Regions from separate parts of the Mus musculus genome. Here region 2 is linked to region 1. The links are chromatin contacts, called in public promoter capture Hi-C maps. All regions are on one chromosome and are shown on one strand. Each heading gives the region's core, a stretch centred on a gene start, on an enhancer-like site or on the middle of the called end of the contact. The rest is flanking DNA. Distances are from core to core; before and after follow the strand shown. Region 1 has its middle 12 kb from the start of 2810029C07Rik. Region 2 overlaps Klc1 (kinesin light chain 1).

Region 1 (3,777 bases), core at 12-2,511:
CCACCGTCCTTGAAATAAGGTGAGACAGCTCTCTGGCCCTTGAGCTCCTGACTCTCCTGTCTCTGCTTCCCATCTGACCACAGAAGTGCTTGAATTATAGACCTGCCAATCACTGGCATTCTGACTTGGGTCTTCATGCCTGTGTGGCCAGTGCTTTCCCAAATGAGTTATCTCCCCAGATCGAGAGAAAGCTTCCCAAATCTGGAAGACACACCCAGTGTCCCCAACACAATGAGTGTAATTTCAACACCATACCAAGGACAAAAACTGAGTCTTCTGCTTCTGGCAGTGGTGGTTTTCTCGGCATCTGAGGCTTACTTTGGGGTAATTGGGCCCTAGGTAGCACGTAGTCTTAAATGAGTAGCTTATGGTCTCTACTGTCAGGGAACTTGCTCCCTGAATGTAGACCAGGCTGGCCTTGACTTGAGAGATCCACCTGCCTCTGCCACCACAGTGCTGGGATTAAAGGTGCAGGCCACCATCTCTGGGCTTTCAAACGAGATTCTAAGCGATGCCATTGTAGTCACAGGAAAGGAAAGATGAGATTTTCTATTTTCTTTTCCTGGGAGACATAAAGAAAGAGCAAGTGGGACGTGGTGGCACACGCCTTTAATCCCAGCACTTGGGAGGCAGAGGCAGGCAGATTTCTGAGTTCAAGGCCAGCCTGGTCTACAAAGTGAGTTCCAGAACAGCTAGGGCTATACAGAGAAACCCTGTCTGGAAAAACCAAAAAAAAAGAAAAAGAAAAGAAAAGAAAAAAAAAGAAAAAGAAAGAAAAGAAAAGAAAAGAAAAGAAAAGAAAAGAAAAGAAAAGAAAAGAAAAGAAAAGAAAAGAAAAGAAAAGAAAAGAAAAAGAAAAAGCAACTCACTGCAGAGGGCACCTACAGGAGCAAACAAGAACTTTTTTTAAAAAAGATTTTATTTATTTATTATATATATATATATGACGAGTACACTGTAGCTGTCTTCAGAGACACCAGAAGAAGACATCAGATCCCATAACAGATGGCTGTGAGCCACCGTGTGGTTGCTGGGAATTGAACTCAGGACCTCTGGAAGAGCAATCAATGCTCTTAACTGCTGAGCCATCTCTCCAGCCCCACAAAGGAGAACTTTACTCAAGACCAGCCAGGTAAATCAGTTAGCATATCAGGGTTACTTAGAGAGGCATTGATGACCCAGGCAGCTACACCACCCCATCCCACCCCAGACAACTGTCACCTCTTATATAGTTGCTATCGGAATCCTGGGGAGGCGCTAATGAGCCTCCAGGGTGTCGTGGCCCTCTCATAAAAGACTGTTAGTAGTCCTGACTTACAAGGGAGGCTTGCAGATTGTCATAGCTGCTCTGCTTCAAGGCAGTAAAGTCATGGCCAACCCAGAGGACACAACTGCACTACAGACATGCTTTGAATTTAGACAATCTGCTGGTACAAGATCTGCCAACTTACTGGGTTATGAAGCACCCAGGAGATTAATAAATATATCACAGCTCTGAGTATGTTCTTTCCAGGGAGGGTTAGCAGAGGAAGGAAGTCTGGCCCTGAAAGGCTCGGTCTGAGGAAAAGGAAAAGTCCTAAGCCAGACCTCTCTTTTCCCACCTCCTCTGCCTCTCCCCTCCCCCTTTCCTCCCCACCCTGTCGGGCTAAGACCTCTGCAACTGGGGGTCAAAACAACCCTTTCCTTCATTGGTTTTCTCTGAGTATTGTGTCGCAGTGAGGAAGAGCACTCAGTCCACAGGCACTGTGAAGACACAATGTATACACTCCCAAATAGAAGAACAAACTGAAAATGTGATCAGTGCACAGACAACTCCCTCTTAACCTCCAACAAAGGCAAGTGTGTGAGGGGCTGGAGAGAGCGCTGCGGGGTTAAGAGCACTGGCTGCCTTTGTAGAAAACCAGGACTCAGATCCCAGCACCCACATGTGGACACCAGACAGTCACGTGGTACACAGATATACAGGCAAAACACTCACATATATAAAAATAAATTAAAAAAAAATTTTAACAGAAGTATGCCAGGCATGATGGTGCAGCCTTTAATAGCACTCAAGAGGCAGAGGCGTTTGGATCTCTGTGTATTCAGGGTGAGTCTAATCTACAAAGGGAGTTCCAGGCAGCTGGGCTGGCCCTGCATGAGGGCTACATAGTGAGAACCTGTCTCAAAGAAGAATGTGTGAGCATGTGTGTGTGTGTGCATGTGCTTGTGTGGTTTGTGTGTGTTTGTGTGTGTGTTGGGGGATAGGGAACAGAAATTCAGAAACAATAAAAATAGATGGGTGTGATGTTTAATTAATTGTCAACCTGATTGCACCTGGAATCAGCTGAGAGCTCAGCCTGGGGCAGGCTTGTTAGAGTATCCTCAAAAGGATTCACTGAGGGGGAAAGATGCCCCGGCCTCAGAGCAAACAGCATCTTCCATGTGTAAAGAGGTCCAATCACAAACAGTGCCTGAATAAGGCATTTTTAAGCCAGAATGGGGCTCCAGCCTTTTTTTTTTTTTTAATATATATGAGCACATTTTAGCTGACATCAGATACATTAGAAGAGGACATCTTTGTTGCATTACTGATGGTTGTCAGCCACCACGTGGTTGCTGGGAATTGAAGAGCAGTCAATGCTATTAACTACTGAGACATCTCTCCAGCCCCAAGGGACTCCAGCCTTTAATCCCAGGATTTGAGAAGAAGAGTGAGTTTGAGGCCAGCTTCATCTACATAGTGAGTTCTAGGACAACCAGAAGTACATAGAGAGATCCTGTAGATAGATAGATGGATGGATGGATGGGTGGATGGATGGGTAGATAGAAGTAAATAAATAAAAGTTTTGGGGGGCTGGAGAGATGGTTCAGCAGTTAAGAGCACTGACTGCTCTTCCAGAGGTCCTGAGTTCAATTCCCAGCAACCACATGGTCGCTCACAGCCATCTGTTAAGGGATCTGATGCCCTCTTCTGGTGTGTCTGAAGACAGCTACAGTGTATCCATATAAATGAAATAAAGTCTTTTAAAAATAAAATAAAAAATAAAAGTTCTTGTAGGGCACCCAGAAACAGTGACCACCAGTTCAGCACAGTATTGCACACACACAGCAGTATTGCACACACACAGTATTACACACACACAGTATTGCACACATACAGTATTGCACACATACAGTATTGCACACACACAGCAGTATTCCACACACACAGCAGTATTCCACACACACAGCAGTATTCCACACACACAGCAGTATTGCACACACACAGTATTGCACACATACAATATTCCACACACACAGCAGTATTCCACACACACAGTATTCCACACACACAGCAGTATTACACACACACAGCAGTATTACACACACACAGCAGTATTACACACACAGCAGTATTCCACACACACAGCAGTATTCCACACACACAGCAGTATTACACACACAGCAGTATTCCACACACACAATATTGCACACACACAGTATTGCACACACACAGTATGCCACACACTCAGTATTACACACACATAGTATTGCGCACATACAGTATTGCACACACACAGTATTCCACAACACAGCAGTATTCCACAACACAGCAGTATTGCACATACACAGTATTGCACACACACAGTATTGCACACACACAGTATTCCACAACACAGCAGTATTGCACACACACAGTATTGCACACACAGAGTATTGCACACACACAGTATTGCACACACACAGTATTCCACACACACAGTATTCCACAACACAGCAGTATTGCACACACACAGTATTCCACACACACAGTAT
Region 2 (3,914 bases), core at 536-3,035, 210 kb before region 1:
TGGGATTTGAACTCAGGACCTTTGGAAGAGCAGTCAGGTGCTCTTACCCGCTGAGCCATCTCACCAGCCCCCTCTTTCTTTTTTTTTTTTTAAATGTGTGAGTGCTCTATCTGCCTGTATATCTGCATGCCAGAAGAGGGCATCAGATCCCATGACAGGCTGTGAGCCACCCTGTGGTTGCTGGGAACTGAGCTCAGGACCTCTGGAAAGCAGTCAGTGCTTAGTCTCAGAGCCACCTCTCCAGCGAGGCCAGGTCCTCCCTGCATTCACTGTCTCACTGTCCACTTATTTGGCTTCCGAGGCCACTGCTGTAAATGTGCACTGTGTGGCAAGACAGGAGGAGGAGAGGACGCTGACCGGAAAATGACTGAGAATCAGGCGTTCTCCTGACCTGGCCTAGGTCCCAGTCCTGGTACAGTGTATTTTACTAAGTAAGACATTAAGGACCAGCTTTTGTTGAAGATCGACCTGTAGGTGTAATCAGGAGCACGAGCCAAGAGCAGGGCAGGGCACCGGGAATAGAGGGTGAGGAACAAAAGCATACGGACCATCCTGTCATCCTCACCTGAGAGCCGAGCACTTAAACTTCCCAAGAGTGAAGCATGAATGCTTGATCTTTCCCATACAAAATGAATCAAGCATTACACCAAAACTTACTCTCAAGCTTGGCCCTGAAATCCACCATCTGTAAGAATCTGCCCCCGGGGACACAGAGACCATAGGACAAGCTAAAAAACAGGCCTGAGACACCGCCTAGATGGGGAGCACAGTGGACTACGGAGTAGCAGCCAATCCTATGGGGAGATCCAGTCTTATCACACAGCAATGTCATAACAGAAAAACTGAGGGACAACAGAAGCTGAGCCTGAGGCCTGAAAGGGGGCTAAGGGGCTGCCGGAGAACACAACAGACCACTGCACATTAAAGCCAAGCCACAGCTGAGTTCCATCCCCCAGCACACAGACATAAGACACACACACACACACACACACACACACACACACACACACACACACACACGAGAGAGAGAGAGAGAGAGAGAGAGAGAGAGAGAGAGAGAGAGAGAGAGGGGGAGAGAGAGAGAGAGAGAGAGAGAGAGAGAGAGAGAGAGAGAGAGAGCCTGAGCCTGATGGGAGAGAATGTGTTTAGGGTTTGGGGCTATCGTGTTCCTGAGAAATGAGATGGGTGTGGGAATGAGACAGGCTGTGAATCCAGGGAGACAGGCACTAAGCCCAGCCTTCCTGAGACTCGGCAGTCAGCAGTCTCACTTGTGGGGCTGTTAGGAGCATGGTCTCAGGGTACCAGACACAGGAGTTCTTCAGTAACTGCCCAATCTCCCAACCTGCTATAAAGACTGAGGCGCATCCCTGGTGAGCCTGGGGTTGCAGGCACGCTGCTCAGGACTGGACTCCACTACTTTTTGAGTACCTTCCTTGCCAGGTTACTGCAGCACTTTGTTAGATACCCATTGTTTTTCCTGAAGCGAAATTTGCCTCCTTGTAAATTCTACCCACAGAGTTCATTTCATTCTTCTAAAATACACAAGCAAGGCACAGAGTCTAACACCTGCAACCCTAACACAGAGAAGCTGAAGCAAAGCAAGAAGGCTGCTGTGAATCTGAGGCCTTCCTGAGCGACAATCAAACAACAATCAAAACCCAAATCCCCCAACAGGAGGAGTGGGTGGGGCTATGGAAAGGGCGCAGCAGTTAACAGCACCGGTTCTTCTCTGAGGGCCTGGGCTCCACGCCAAGCACTATCACAGCAATCCGAGACTGTCTTTAACTCATCTTGGGGAATCTGACGCCTTCTTCCGGCCTCTGCAGGAACTGCACAAACGTGATGCACATGCATGCATGTGTGCATGCATGGAAGCAGAACAACCGCACATATAAAAACGAAGGTTACATGGAAATTTAACTAAACATTTTTTTTTCAAACAAGTCATCCAGTGGGGCAGTGGTGGCACACGCCTTTAGTCCCAGCACTCGGGAGGAAGAGGCAGGCGGATTTCTGAGTTCGAGGCCAGCCTGGTCTACAGATCAAGTTCCAGGACAGAAACCCTGTCTCAGAAAAACACAGGGGCTGGAGAGATGGCTCAGAGGTTAAGAGTACTGATTGCTCTTCCAGAGGTCCTGAGTTCAAATCCCAGCAACCACATGGTGGCTCACAACCATCTGTAATGAGATCTGATGCCCTCTTCTGGTGTGTCTGAAGACAGCTACAGTGTACTAACATATACTAAATAAATAAATCTTTAAAAGAAAAAAAAGAAAAACAAAAACAAAAACAAAACAAATTCAGTGTGTTCAGAAGTTCTATTCTTGGTCCATTGTTACATCAGTCTATTTTTTTATTGTGGCAAAAAGATCCTTTCTGCATCTGAAGAAGCCTTGAAGGTCTAGACTTCTAGCCTGTTAGACATTGGTCCCCACCCCTGCTGGCAAACAGAAAGCAGTGGGAAATATGTGTTAGTGTAGCAGGTATGTGTGCAGGGCAGGATGTCGAAAAGCCTTGGTTAGAGCGGAGGGAACTCGAGTCACATCAGCTTGTCTCAGCTCTCCATGGTGTAGGTGGAAACCTTGACAGTCATGAAACGACCTGTGGGTTCATTTTCATAACATACAAGTATGAAAATGCCCTCCAAAACTGTTTAGCCTACGCCAGCCTCCTACTCCACACATAGCTCGTGAACTTGAACTTCGTTTGAAAAAGTGTATGAGCTCATGTGCACTCTCACTCTCTCGCTTGGCTGACTACACAAATGCAAAAACATAGTTATGTCGGTTAAAATGACTAAGCTTGCAGCTGCCAAAATAATATTAGCTGTTCTCAGAGAAATAACCATAACAAAAATAACAGTCCTCAGAAGAATTCTCCTACCCCCGCCCCACACTGAATTCTGAGAAAAGACCACAAACCACCCTGACCTTGCTAGGATTCCCTGTGACGTTAATAGCTGACCCATAAGCTCAAAATGTACTATTGCTTTGCAGACCAAATGATAATAACCCACCATGGGGGCAAGCAAAGTGAGTCACTAGGCCAGAGGTAGTCACTATACAAAGCAACCAATGCCTGAAAAGGTTACCTGCTACACCAATTAAAATAAGCCAGAGACCCTATTGCTCATAACCTGTCCCTTACAAGGTATAAAAAGTGTGTTCTTTCTTTGTCCTGGGTCTCTCCTCTGGCCTGCAAGCTGAGAAGGGAGTCCACAACATGTTGGATCAATAAAAATCCTCTTGCAGTTTGCAGCAATGGTGGTCTCTGTGGTCTTTGTGAGTGAGGGTCTTTTGATGAACTCCAACACTACCATGGGTTGTAGGACTCAAACTCAGATTGTCAGGCAAGCATTTGTATTTGCTGAGCCATCATGCCCAGCCCTGGCCTTGAGTTTACGATCATCTTACCTTCCAAGTGCTAAGATTACAAGTGTATATCACCACACCCAGTTTATGGGGAGCTGGGATTGACCCAGGGCTTCCTACATGCTAGGCAAGCACTCTGCCAACAGAACTTCACTGACCCACTCCTGAGAAAGCATCTCACTCTGTAGCCTGGGCTGACTGAAACTCATTACAATCACGGCAGTCCTCCTGCCTCAGCTTACCAAGCATTGAGATCAAAGTGAGTCACCATACCTGATCTCCTGGTGTTTTGGGCGCTTAATTCGGATATTGGACTTATTAAAAATGGGGAATTTTATGTAATGTGTTTTACATCTCAGTTGAAAAGAGAGAGACAAAGACAGAGAAACAGAGAGACAGAGAGACAGAGAGAGAGAATGTGGTAGAAATTCAGGTCTGAATGAGTATAGAGCAAAGAGCAGCTGGGAGATGACACACAGGCAGCCTGCAGTGCTGAGATATTAGGTAAATCCCAGCATCACAGCAAAGAGGAAGGTACATGCT

What was found. Capture Hi-C pulls out chosen DNA fragments and counts their contacts.
Region 2: a promoter capture Hi-C map of adipose tissue shows a contact between it and region 1. The contact joins two enhancer-like sites. A contact is called at or near these places in 1 of 115 datasets of contacts at active chromatin or transcription factors (embryonic stem cells) and 2 of 9 other capture datasets (adipose tissue and liver).

The regions. Positions count from the first base shown.
Region 1 is chr12:111,560,780-111,564,556 of GRCm38.p6, reverse strand. No RefSeq gene overlaps it. Among named protein-coding and RNA genes, the nearest start is that of 2810029C07Rik, 12 kb to the left of the region's middle. Within about 2 kb of position 1,261, at least 28 of the 459 cell types and tissues checked have an H3K27ac peak or open chromatin away from gene starts, as enhancers often do. A contact at or near this core is called in adipose tissue, where this site is marked.
Region 2 is chr12:111,767,327-111,771,240 of GRCm38.p6, reverse strand. The region is part of intron 1 of Klc1 (kinesin light chain 1); the gene reads right to left. Among named protein-coding and RNA genes, the nearest start is that of Klc1, 10 kb to the right of the region's middle. Within about 2 kb of position 1,785, at least 74 of the 459 cell types and tissues checked have an H3K27ac peak or open chromatin away from gene starts, as enhancers often do. A contact at or near this core is called in adipose tissue, where this site is marked.